Regions from separate parts of the Gasterosteus aculeatus genome. Here region 1 is linked to region 2. A link is a contact called in public Hi-C data. All regions are on one chromosome and are shown on one strand. The core of a region is the stretch at or near the end of the contact, and the rest is flanking DNA. Distances in the headings are between cores, read along the strand shown.

What was found. A called contact is a pair of places that touch in the nucleus more often than the background predicts.
Region 1: a contact with region 2 is called in a Hi-C map of skeletal muscle, with 1.6 times the contacts expected there. The contact joins two enhancer-like sites.

Annotation. Positions count from the first base shown.
Region 1 is chr8:14,260,992-14,267,306 of fGasAcu3.hap1.1, reverse strand. No RefSeq gene overlaps it. Among protein-coding and RNA genes, the nearest start is that of ephb3b, 94 kb to the right of the region's middle. Within about 2 kb of position 2,191, at least 1 of the 9 cell types and tissues checked has open chromatin away from gene starts, as enhancers often do.
Region 2 is chr8:14,179,357-14,186,266 of fGasAcu3.hap1.1, reverse strand. No RefSeq gene overlaps it. Among protein-coding and RNA genes, the nearest start is that of ephb3b, 13 kb to the right of the region's middle. Within about 2 kb of position 4,401, at least 3 of the 9 cell types and tissues checked have open chromatin away from gene starts, as enhancers often do.

The sequences.
Region 1 (6,315 bases), core at 942-3,441, 83 kb before region 2:
CTGAGAGTCATCTGCGCTTTTCTCTCGTTCACCTTTGACCTTTCTCAAGCTCACTGGTCCCAGCTTTACTGCTGGTGAGGAGCAGAGGGGAGGGAGGAGGGAGAGTGGGAGGGGAGGAGGGGGGGGGGGGGGGGGGGGGGGCGTTTTCCTCTGGATGTTTCCTGAGTGTTCGTAAACGTTTCCAATCCTCAAGGTCTCGCAGAGCTTTTTTTTTTCTTTCTTTTTTCCGGCACACACTGGAGGGCAAGCACATTATTTGTTTCAGATTGACCACTAAAAGAGAAAGGGGCAATCCTTAACCAAACTAATGGCTGCCAGAGGGGCTTTCAAACGCTGTGAGAAACAAGGAGTCAATGAGCACCAACATCACTTTAGCATCCCAGATGCAGGAGCATTGCTTTATCTGTCACGTAGAAGATCGCCTCTGCCAAATTACCATTTGGTCACAAAAGTTTGTATTTTTTTTCTTGATGGACAAGGACACTGAGAAACTGAAACCTTGGCCGACCCACCACAAAGCTCTCTTAAATGTTTTCCGAGGGGGCTTTAGAGGCCCAAAAAGCGGGACAGGGAGATAATTGAGTGGTAAGCATAGCTGCATAGCTTGCGATGGGCCCTGGGGCTTTTAAATTAAGACCCGCTTTGACACTTTAGAGGGAGCACAGGCCACTTGTGAGAGATGAGATCCTGTCTAGGGCCACATCAGTCAGGAAAGGGTAGCTGGGAGGTCGGTGGTGTGGGGGGAGGGGGGAGTGGCTGATGATGACTTCAGTTTAGATGGCTACCCCCCCCCACCCCCCAACCTCCTATTGCTTTGCATGGGGCAAGTGGGCTTGGGGAAGTATTGGTAAAGGCTGAAAAGGGAAAGGGGGGGGGGGGGTTAAGAAAGAGTGCGGCGAGGCACAGGACAACGTCTCCATTTAGTTCAGCCAAAAAAACAGCTGTTTCTACATATCCCCCCCACCCACCCCCCCGTCCATAGTAAGCCCTGGAGACGGTGCCCCATGTACCCCCGACAAGCCCTGCCGCTTTACTGCCTCCCTTCCACACAGAGACTAGTAGCCTTACTAGTTTATATCTTTTAGAGAAGCTTGTTTCTCCAGTTCAAATCATCAATCGGCTCTTTGACACAGCCCACTTTTAGGCACACAAACACACCCGCAAAACTCAACACTGTCCTCAGCAAGTAGTCTTCCGTACGCACACGCACAGACTTTCTGCAGTCACTTCCCGCCAACCTTCCCGTCGTTGTGCAGAAGGAGAATTCCAGACCTCAGCAGCGAGCGAACAGTGAATAAATGGACTGTGGACCACCCGACAGTCTTCAGCCTTCCTCCTGAGCCCCAGTGTCTTACACAAATAAACCAACACAGATTTAATGACGACGGGCATCAGGATCTTTTCCACCTTCTTTATCAGAGGATCAAACGCTTATAGAGTGCCTGCACATGTGCGCTTGCACGAGTGTATGTTCGTTATTGTCATTTCAGAGTTTCAGTGGAACATATGCTGCAGTGCTCGATAAAATGTGTGCGTGTATCCGCCATGACCTCCATCAGAAATCAAGAAAATAAGAAATTAGCATATGTATATATGGTAATTTCTTATTTTCCTGTATAAAGCAAATTTGCTTTATATATGATAGATATATGTCATTATAGTTAGTTGCCAAGGTTGTGTAAACTGTATTTTGACAAAAGGGAACTACTGAAATAAAAACAGTAGTTGGGCAAATCGAAATATCTAAGATAACAGTTTGTGTAATTAGGGATTATTCTAAATATTAAATATATACAGACTGTGTGTGTGTGTGTGTGTGTGTGTGAGAGAGAGAGAGAGAGAGAGAGAGAGAGAGAGAGATTCCATGGATTCCTTTTGGAATCATTTTATTTCCTTCCAACAGCTGTTTATTTTTTCAAGACCAGTGGACAATCCGAGAAGGATTGAGGTGCTCTAACATAAACCATGGACTTTAATAAAGATGAATGCTTGCTTTTATACCCCTCAACGCTGATGATTTTTCTTGTTGATTTTTGCCCGTCTTTTGGGAATACATGCGGCGTACATTTCAGCACATCTTTGAGACGAACGCTTGCAGCGCAGAAAAAGGGAATCACTGGCCCACTCTGAGCTGTTTACACAAGTTAATCATCACCATGGCTGATGTGGCATGTAAAGTTTGTGCTTGTAGGACTTAGTTGGACTATTATTTCAGGGCCAGGATAAGCACGATCCACATTAGAGAGAGGTTCCATTAATTCGTTGAGGTAATCCCGCTGTACTTCTGTATTTCCAAATCCCATGTCAACATCAGTCTACAGGGACTGCAGACAATAATGCATTATTCACCATGGACTCTATTTGCAATTCTCATTCATTTTGAATCTTAAATGTAATCAGTATCTCTAAATACTGAATGCAGCAAACAGTTTCCGTAAGGTTAAAGTTGACGTTTAAAATTCCAAATAAACTCAAGGTGTGTTTAGCACAATGATAAACAGATGTCCATTGCATGAACCGTTGTGAATGCCGTTCAGTTATGGAAATGTGACATGCAAAATCTACATATTCATAAAAACCAGAGCTGCTCGATTTCCACCGCGCTGTTGACCTAATTTTAACGGATCACAGATAACATAATAATTATGCTGAAGCCGACGTGGGCTGATTTGGTTTGTGTTCTTGCACACATTCCGAACCATTGAAGAGATTTCCCGTTCCCCAGTCCCACCAGTCCAAACTTCTTCTCTCAGGTCAGAAAAGCAGCTGTGACGGATGCGTGTGCACGATCTCACACTGCAAACCACACATCAATACGGTAAGTGCATATTTATGTCAGAGGAAATTAGCTTTAAACGTTTTGGGGGGGGGGCTGGTGACAGAGGAAAGGCGTGGAAGCTCGGGTAAGGATGATTTACGCTGGTCAAGACGACTTCAACCCATACAGGAAGTGAATACGGTTTTGAGGTCAGCGAGCCACGGGGCGCCCGCTGCACTTAACTTATGAAATCCATGTGAGGGGTTGGTGTGAAGTGTGTGCATCCCAGTGTGAATATTTCTGAGGAAGGGCCAATTAAATATAATTACAACACCCACATATTGCGGCAGTTCACAAGGCCGTGTGACACTTTACAGACCGAAGTCGTTGCCTTGCAATCGAGCAAATAAAACACTGTACTTTTTGCTTTTCTATGAAAGAATAAATGTGGAATATTGTTCAAGATGGTTTTAAAACATACATAGAGATAAAACATGTTGGAATGCCAACCTTGTGTTTAAAAAATGGGACTCTACTGTACTTCTCATATTGCACAGCGAGAGAAGCAATGAAATGTTTTAAAATCCATTTAATGAGTTTCATTGAGTTGGAGCGACATTAAACTATTCAGAATTTAAAAACTAAATAAGCATTGACGTTTGCCTGAAAAATAACATTTTAGCAAATGTTGGTGATATCTGCACATGTACATTTCCCACAGTCTCAACCTCATTACGAGCACATTCACTGCTGTCTGACTTGAGGCCCGGGGCCCGCGGCGTGCGCACACATCGTCAACGGCGGCGGCGAGCGCTGATGCTTTCCAGATTACGACTGACTGCTCACACATAATCACACAGCCACAAGCTCCGACACTTTACTGTCACACATGTACACTCATTTTTCACGCGCTTTCTCCAGCTCCGCACTGGCACACACGTTTTGCGCAGACACCCACATGTCGAACTTAGTCAGCAAGCGGCGGAAATATTCAGCCCACTTTTTAAGACGCTCAGCGTCCAATTCCCGCCCGTTTCAAATGTTCCCGCACCACAATGCTTTTGAAAGTCGAGCCGCGCAGTCGCGTTTTGTTTACTGCAGAGTGATGCGATCGTTTCAACTCTCGTAGCACGCAGCCAAGGCCAGAGGAGGGGAATCAGACACTGGTTGAAAGAGCAGTGCGTCAAAGGCGAGCTTGGGGGCGGGGCTGCGTGTGAACACAATTATTTTGTTATTATTGCAGGGGAAAGATAGCGCTGGCCTTTTACTTTGGTAATTGAATCCAAGAGAGAAGCTAATTGCTTTTCAAATGAAGCATTAAGAAACAAAATCAGGCACTTACGATAACAATGTAAAGTGTGTCCAGTCACTCTGTCTGCTGACGGGCGCCATTGTGGAGAAGAAGTGATTAAAAAAAAAGACACGATTGAACAAATTTGCCAACCTGGAAAGATACTTTGTAATGAAAATCAAAACTCTGATAATCAAATTAGCTCCGATATTGATTATGTTGATAAAGAATTCAGGGACCTGGAAAAGAAAAAAACAGCTCATAAACTGAACTCGTGCTCTAGCTCGTTTTCGTGACCGCTGACCAGTAAAACACATTGAATCTCCAAAGTATTTACGGCATTAAGACGGAAAAAAGACGTCCATCTGTCCGGCAATCTCCGGTGAGGCTGCTGCTGTGAGCAGCACTGCCCCTTTCAATGTCTGCGGATAGCCGGGCTTTTGATCCCAACACAGGCGCTTACAAAGTCAGCAACGTGTGTGGGCCGCGGCCACAGCTTAGCTACACACAAACGCACACACACACACACACACACACACACACACACACACACACACACACACACACACACACACACACACACACACACACACATGTGTTCACACACATCAACAATAGCCAGAGCCATCGGCCACCAGGGCAATTTCCCACAGCAACTCCGCAGCACATGTTGTTAGCAACAAGACTGGTAGCTCAATCATGGAGCTGTTGGCTTTTTTAAAGGCTACTTCAAGTCTCAAGTCGCTAGCGTGGCTCGCATGTGAACTGCGTTTGACTCGTTCATCGCAGTAAGCTTCTCCACCGTAAACTCAAAATGATTTAATCACAGCGTTCGTTTCCCAGTCAGAAGCCCTTGCAATTCATCAGTAAGAGCCGTTCACTAGGAGTCATTCTTTGATGAAGAGATTTTTTTCTCTGATTGAACCTTTCAAAAAGATTCTAGTTCTAGTTGTAGCCTCGCTCAAAGACACTTTAAGAAGGCCTACTTGGTCTAACTGAACTGGCAAGTCAACCTTTCCCAGAACCACATACGGAGCTATTTTACTTTACTACACTGTAAAGTGCTGTACTGTAGCATACTACACTATGTAAACATAATAAAGTATTGTTCCACACATTGTGTGGTTAACTAGTATTTTCACATTTTTTCTTTCAACTCCGAAACAAAATGAACTGGGGGAAAAATAGTTTTTAAAAAAAGGATTCTTTGCTGTCTTATCGCAATTACAACAGATGTTTTACAATGGGAAAGGGACTTTATATAGCCACTTGCACCTACTCAGTCCATATCCATCATGGATTTTAGCGGTTACCTGAAACAGAAAAAGATTTTAAGCAGTGGGGCTGTCAAGAAACATGTGGTGGTAGTAACTGTGCCCTTTTCATCTTTATGTGTGGTGTTACCTCATGGAGGATCAGCCAGATCAGACAGGACACACACTCACACACAGGAATATTAACAAGGGAGCCACTCAGACATCAAAGTGCAGGCATTTAAGGTTTAGTGAATTTCCAAGAAGCATTGTTTTTTTATGTTCAGCCCTGAACTAGGTAAGACCAACAGCTATAATAATAAAATGTCCCTGGAGGTGTATTTATTTTACCAGGTCATCGTGTCACTGTAATGAGCTCAATTGTATCTCAAAGACCCAAACACAACCATGTCAGGGTTTGCCGACAGTTTCCTGTCAGCGAACATCTCACATTTCCTCCTTCCTATTTCCTTCAAAACATTCACGTTCCACTGAGAGGACGAAGAATCACAAGCTCAAGTTCCTCAGGTGATGCATAACAACCACAGTCAAAGAAAGCCTGTGGCACCTGTTGCTGACTCTCGATAGCAGCGCGGCCCGGTGGAAGAGCTGTCAACCGCCTCCTGGGGGACACAGAGGGATTGCGTGGGAGAGCCATGGTCCACTAAGTGTGACTGGCTGGAGAAGTGGGGTTGACCAGGGGCTTCGCCCTGCAGCCGTCACCGGTGTGCTGTGCTTATCCTTCATCTGAAAGGGCAGAGAAAAAAAAAAGGAAAAAAAAGTAAATTTCTATTCCTGCTGCGACTCCTGCCTCAGCCTTCATCTCGGCTTTTGACAGTTTTCACGGCCCGGCGCCATGTTGCCATTTCCTTGCACCTGTGACTGACCACACTACACAGTAGCTCCCTCTGGTTTTGGTGCAACCTGGAACGCACCTGGCCTGTGATCACTACCTTGAATTGTTGGGTGAGATAGTGTGTCTATTGTCTTCTTTGCCTTTGAGCCTCGTAATA
Region 2 (6,910 bases), core at 3,152-5,651:
AACATCAGCACATCCTCCTCCAGCTTCTTCGCTTCCACCACTCCCCGTCTCCCCAATCCTACTAAGCTAATTAACTCTGCCCCTCCCTACACTAATCTCAATTTCATCTCATTTAGTTGTTTCTGCCATCCCATAGCCTTCTTTATCAGATTCAAGGAAAACTTGATGCATCTCTGCTGGAAGCTTTGCTCTCACGCGTCATGTAAGATGAGCTTGCCAAGATGAGCGTGTTCATCCAAACTGTCTTCTCTGAATTAAAAAAAAGGTGCCTCTATGAAACCAAAAAGATGTTCTGTTTCCATGGCGATGTGGTTTTAGTGACGCTTCGAGTAGCATATCATGTGGGTGTTTTACGTTCAACTTTTTCTCAAGAGGCGATAATACTGAGTGAAAATATTCTGATGATACAATCTTTTCTGCTCATATTTCTTTTATCTCATTTATTGTAAACTGCTAACTCAGGATGTATGTTTCCACGTGAATGCTCTATTGCAATTGGTATTACAAGAAAAACCGGAGTAGAGAGTTAGTTTGTCCAAACTCAAATTTTCTTAACTATGAACTTGAAGGTGAAGAGTTCATTTTATAATATTTAAAAAATCAAGTAATTGAATTGGCACTCACTATCAGATGTTAATATTTGCATGTGAATAAATATCAGAAACGAAGAGTTGAGCAATATGTCTGACATGAGCCAAGTGAGGAGACAGCACCAAAAAATTGCAGCAGAAAAAAGGTTCTCTGTGTATTTTATACAAGCCAGATAATCTCTACACATCTGCTTTGCCGTGGAAACGTGTTAATATTTCCATCACAAACCAAACAACCACACCTTAAATTGAGCTTACCTTGGCTTGTCTATCGATCACGCCACATACCATGGATTGCAAGGTGAAATGTTAAATAAACATGTGCACTCTACCTTTAATATTTTCTGTCTGTGTGTATACAGCTACACATAAACACATGGAGAAGAGGGAGCCACACTCCCCTTCCCTGCAGCACGCGTGTTGTTGCAGGAGAGGATGTGATCTTTGCCTTTTCAGGAAGGAATAGAAATACAAATAACTATTTGTAATGAGAGACATTTTATGGCAGCGTTATAGTCAAGAGTATCTACATTGCCCTCCTTTAGAACAACAATCATATAGGTTTATTTAATTATGTCATGCTTTATATTGGCTGTGTAAACAATCACTTTTCTGTTGATACCATCCACATAAAAACAGTATGGTTCAGAAGGTAAAGTAGTTGAAAATGATATATAATATAAAATAGCTTGAAAGGCTGTCCATTGGAAATTGAAGCCTCCTGAAGATTGTGGCGAGATTCAATGCCAAAAACAGTACAGCTACCTTTATATTTCAAATCAACTGAGATTTGAATAAAAAGTTTTTTTCCAGCCTACTGAACATTTTTAAGATTTATTGAATCCTAATAAAAAATAAGCGTATAACACCTGGATTACGAGCAGCACCACAATGACAGCTTGTGTTGTCTTTGTCTGGATTTTTGGAGTGCCATCTCTCACCATGACCTGCACTATTGGGTGAATACTCTCCTGTCGCATTGAATGTACCGGTGTTTGCACTGAGCTGGGTAGCAGTCAGCCTTTGAAAAAATCCCTGATTTGATTTTGAAACAAGTATGCCACACTACCTACTCTATATATGTGCAGATATTTGCAACCAAAATACACCTCAAACTACAAACGAAAACAATCAAACCAGCCTGAATCTACTCAACCCCACCAGACCTTTTCTACGGCATGGGTCGGTATGAAGAACTAATAATGAACTCTTTATGGGGCTCTTATTGGAGCGATTGAGCTCATCATTCTGGCAGTGGAACTCATCATAGACCAATTACCTAACTATCGTGATATTTTTGTTTCTGCAATTCTGATTTATTTGTACCCCGAAATGTACACATGTGGTGAATCTCCCTCTGATGATAATTTCTCTACGTTTAATGGTTCAGCTTGAAAGGACCTGACGGATTGGTTGAAAACTTGACAAACACCCCTGAAACAAAGTAGGTGAAAATAAGTTGTCTTAATCTTCATAGGAGTGGCTCTTAACTGTGTGTAACTACTTGCTAAATTACAGTCTGACTCCAGATTGGAAAGTTCATGTTAAGAATTGAAAACTTTTGACAAATTGTAGGACAGAAAACTGTCCAAATGTTGTGGCTGACATCAGCCGCATTGTCCTAAAGAATACAAATAACAAATGCAATCACTTATTTCCTTTCCGCAAAGCCAAATGACTCATCAATCTGTCTGTTTTCTACACTTACTCTCAACAACCACCTCCCCCAGCTGAGCCAATAGAACCCCCGGAAAACAAAACCCCACCAGAGTCACATCCCCGACAAAGCAATGATCCTTGTATTTTAAAGCCTGGATCCTGCCTTTTTTTCCCCAAACCTACAGGGCAGAGCCCCCTTGAAGGATCATAAAAGCACAGAGAAAAGGGGACAGAGAGGGAAACCAGGCAGAGACGGAAGGAAGGAAGGATGAGCCCTTGGTTATGGGTGCTGGAGCGGCAGCTGACAGACGCCACATTGTCAATAGGGTGTGAAATTCCTCCTTGGATAGGACCTCCGTCTGGTAAATAGCTGAAGGGACACAGAGCGGGAGGAAACGCGTCAGCTTGTCTGCCCACACTGGTCCCCTGAGCCGTGCCCAGGGAGAGAGAGAGAGAGAGGAGGGTTTATCTATGGTCGTCGATCCCCAACCGATCTCCCCGGTGACCTCTGTTGGCGACCAGCATGGAGGCGGAACTGAAAACTAACAAAACGCTAGCGAGAGGCCCCGATGTAGCCGTGTGTGGCCAAAGCTGTACGGAAATAGTTATTGTACATCAAAAGATAAGAAATGAACAAAACAAAGTAATTAAATGAACCATGGAAATAACAGAATTCTAACATTGTTCTTGCCTTGGCGCATTGCTGTTATTTCCAATTTGATGTAATGCAAGGAAACACATACATTGCTAAAATAAAGGAAATAGATAATGGACTCAGCTGTCAACTCAAATGCACAGCTGTCAACGCAATATGGCTTCAAAGCAGCCTGAACACAATGTGCCACCATGATACAAATATATAAAAAAAAACGTAAGCCTCTTAACAAGAGAGACCAACAGAGCTGGAATCAGGCATTCCTTTCTAAGACTGATACCAGACTGATATGCAGGTTTACATTGAAAACCACAGACTCCACTTGGAAACTTTCATTAGGTGAAGAAATGACCTGTTTCCATCCTATTAGCAAGGACCTCGACCGGGTTATTGGACTGGGGTCCCATCGCTCTATATTGCCTCACCTCAAACTCTGTGACACATTTCTCCAATAACAGCCCATTAATTAGTTGAGCGCATTAAACTTTTCAGAGGTGGGACAGCTCTTTGCCTGGAGCTGGCCACCTCGTCTCGGGCGGGTAGACACATGCAAATCTGTTTGTTTCATCAAGTGTAAATTCAATTTGCGAGGCTCTTTTTTAATCTGGAACACCTTTGCCCCCAGCACGTAGGAGGAGACCACAGCACTACCGTTTGCAGAAGTTTTGATGAAAAGGATTAAAAGTAAGGGCAAAAAGAGAAGGAGAGGAGGACCAAAATAGGTAATGAAAGGTGGTGGTGGGCTGTTGTTTGGGTGGGGGAAAGGCTCAAGGTCTTGCAACCTTGGGGAGGTTACGTGAAATGTTGCTAGGATCATGTTTTCCAATGGAAAATGTTTGCACATTCCCACAGAACCGCATAAAATGGCAAAGAAAAAATGAGGAACAATGACAGATACAGTAGTCCCGGATGAAGACAGCGGAAAACAGATGAAAAAAACAGAGACTGATGTTATCAGCATTTCTGTGCCCGCTTGCTGTTTGTACTCTGTTTTGTTGTGGTGTTTCTCGTGCTTGTTTGCAGAATGTGTTCTGCTTTCCCTGTGGATGCAGCCATTTGAGAAAAGAGAGATTCACTACAAAGGCAGATCACCGTCACCATCACTTTTGTGCTGGAGCGGATAGGGGAGGGCATCACGGTCCGTTGCGAAAAGTTTCTTGAAAGCTTGAGAGAAGTGCGCCTGATTTATCTCTCCGAGTCTCACACACATCCAGACCCACATACAAGAATGCGCTCAAAAATACTTTGATCTACCACCTCGCACACCCAACACTTGTGCCAGAAAACAGATTGCTAGTTACACCCACCCTGATTTTGTTCATCCAGTCAAGTGAGCACAAACCAATGTCACCGCAGAAGTATAAATAACTAAGACAACACAGACTGTCACTGAGAGTCTAACGTGGTGATTAACCCCCACGGAATGTGTTTGGGAGTCAGAAAAGGAGACACCTGACTTTTGGCTCACGGTGACTCATTCGGGTCTGATTGGGGTGGAGGCCAGGATGTGTCGTTGCGCAGCGCTGACAGACAACCAACGTTGGCCCTACGCTGTCACTGTTGAGACATGCGGCGTCATGACATAGTCTGTTATCACATGAATGTGAAAACAGGCCACAAATCACGCCAGCGCAATAAACATGACAACATTTTCCATTTTAGGAAGAAGTCGGGAGGGATGAGAAAAGGCTTCCCGAGCCAAATGGAATTGTTGTCTGCGTCGCTGTGTGAACTGTGGCAGGCAGCAGTTTTGTCATAAGAATGATAACATCGTGTGCAGCATTTGTGGGTGAGCAAAATGATATCATTGCTTTTCACTTCCATATATTATGATAGGGCTGTTAGGAGTCACTCTCATTTGCAATCTATCCTCTTAGTTATGGGAAGAGAACAAGAATAACATATCAGATATGATATATGTTTCAAAATGATATCCAGCCAAGAGTTGGCTTGGCAAGTGTACCAAAAACAATCCAGTGACACCACAGAGAGACAACTCCTGCTTCATGGTGTAGGGTAGCCTCAATGAAATTATATTCATCTTTTCTCCTCTTCTGCCATCGTCAAGGAGACAGTACAAAACGGCAGTAGAGGAACTAGGAGATATGCCTTTTAGAAAATATAAGAACAGCAGGGGTGGACATAACTGAGCAGTAAACACACCATCGTCAATAAAGGAAAACGGAGAAGCAATCATTAAAAATTGAGCGTGAAAAACGGAGCGGATTCTAAATATTGAACTAACTAAGGACTAATGACTTGAAAGATTATTTGGGAAAATTCAGTATTTGTCAAATATGTGGTTTTCCTCTTTTCTTCTTATTAGGGTTATTGTGTATTTTTTTGTGCATATTATTGTGTATGGCCTAATTATCATTTCAATCCTTCAAGATCAGTTTTAGTTTTCTAGTCCGCTGCAGCTCTGGTATCTCTGGTATCACGGTAACCAAAACAAACAGATGGAAACATACAACATTGGGCCAAATTGTTGAAAAATGTTCGCAGCAGTTGATTTAGATTTTGCTCCGTGAAGAGTCATAGGAAAATTCCCAGGATGATTGCATTTCTAACGTATTGTATTATACAAACAAATAAACCAATGATTAGTTCCATCTCCATTCTTTCTTAAATCCTAGGCTTACATTTGTCTCTCTTCTCTCTGTTAATTGCCTTCAGGAGGTTTGGATGGAAGTGTCTCTCTGGCAAACCCCTCCTGAGAAGACATCTGGCTCAGGCTGACTCCCCCCCCCCCTTACAAGCAACGCATCGGCCTCAAATGTATTTACACTTTGCCACATGGATAATTGCAATCAAATATTTACAATGGATATTCTGTGTGATGACCCCATTTTTTTCAGTGATGGTTTTGGGTCGGGTTTAGCTCTGTGTGGCTAACTGCCGCTCTAACAAGTTGCGGCACCCCGAAGGGGACTACAACGGACAGTCTTTACACGCGCCACGCCGCTGTACTGCAGTAATCCTGCCGTATACCATTACACTTCGTATAGACTAAACACAAAGCCAGGTGAGGGAATGACAGAGAGTGCAGGGTATGTGTGTGCATGAGTTCACACTGTTAATGTACCAAAGCATGCATTTTTTTGTCAAAGTAGCTTTGTCAAAGTGTGTCCATGTCCGTGTGTGGGCTTGCTGACCCGTCTCACCTCGTGTTTTCACTCCCTCTATACATTTATGGTTTGAACAACAGCAAGGGTGCGTGCAAGCCTGCTTGTGTGCATGTCTGCGTAATGCAGAACAGCCTTTGCCTCCAACCCTAACGCAAAAAAAAAAAAAAAAAAAGAAAGTCACACAGCCAGGAGGCCACTTTGAAATACCAGGTGCTCATTTGGCAAATCCAGGCAACTGGGGTGTTTACATTTCAGCGACTGAGAAGGGAAAAAGACCAGATGCCCCCGTGAGCTGCTCAGCAGCGTCCGTACAGAGATCACTCACATCGCCATGGGTGACAGACCTGTGTGTGTGTGTGAGGGGTTTGGGTCGCGGGAGGGGCAGAGGCATATAAAAAGCACTGGGCAAAGTCACTGAACACCCTGTGATGACTTGCAGCAGGAAGACATGATACAATGCAACAATGCTGAAAATGAGCCACTTTGGTGAAGTTTGTTTGTTTGAACGGACCCCATTTTCTGTCCCCACAAACCGCATATTTACCCACAGACACGCGCGCTCATGGTAAATGTTTCCCTGTTATTACCCGTTCTCCTTCTTACTGGCCTTTTCAAAACTCTATTGCCCCCTCACTTTGTTGACACACTGGTTGCAAACAGCTCAAGTACTTCCTTATCGGTTAAGAAAACAATGAGGCATGAAAGACAGTACGTGAGGTGGGTTTGGTGAATTGCAATGGATTTCTTGTGACACACACACACACACACACACACACACACTCACCTATGCGCACGGCCTCAACCACAGAGCACCTTGTCCCGGCAGTGGTTGCAGACGTTTTTATTGTTTCATTATGCCTACTATCAATTTACCAACA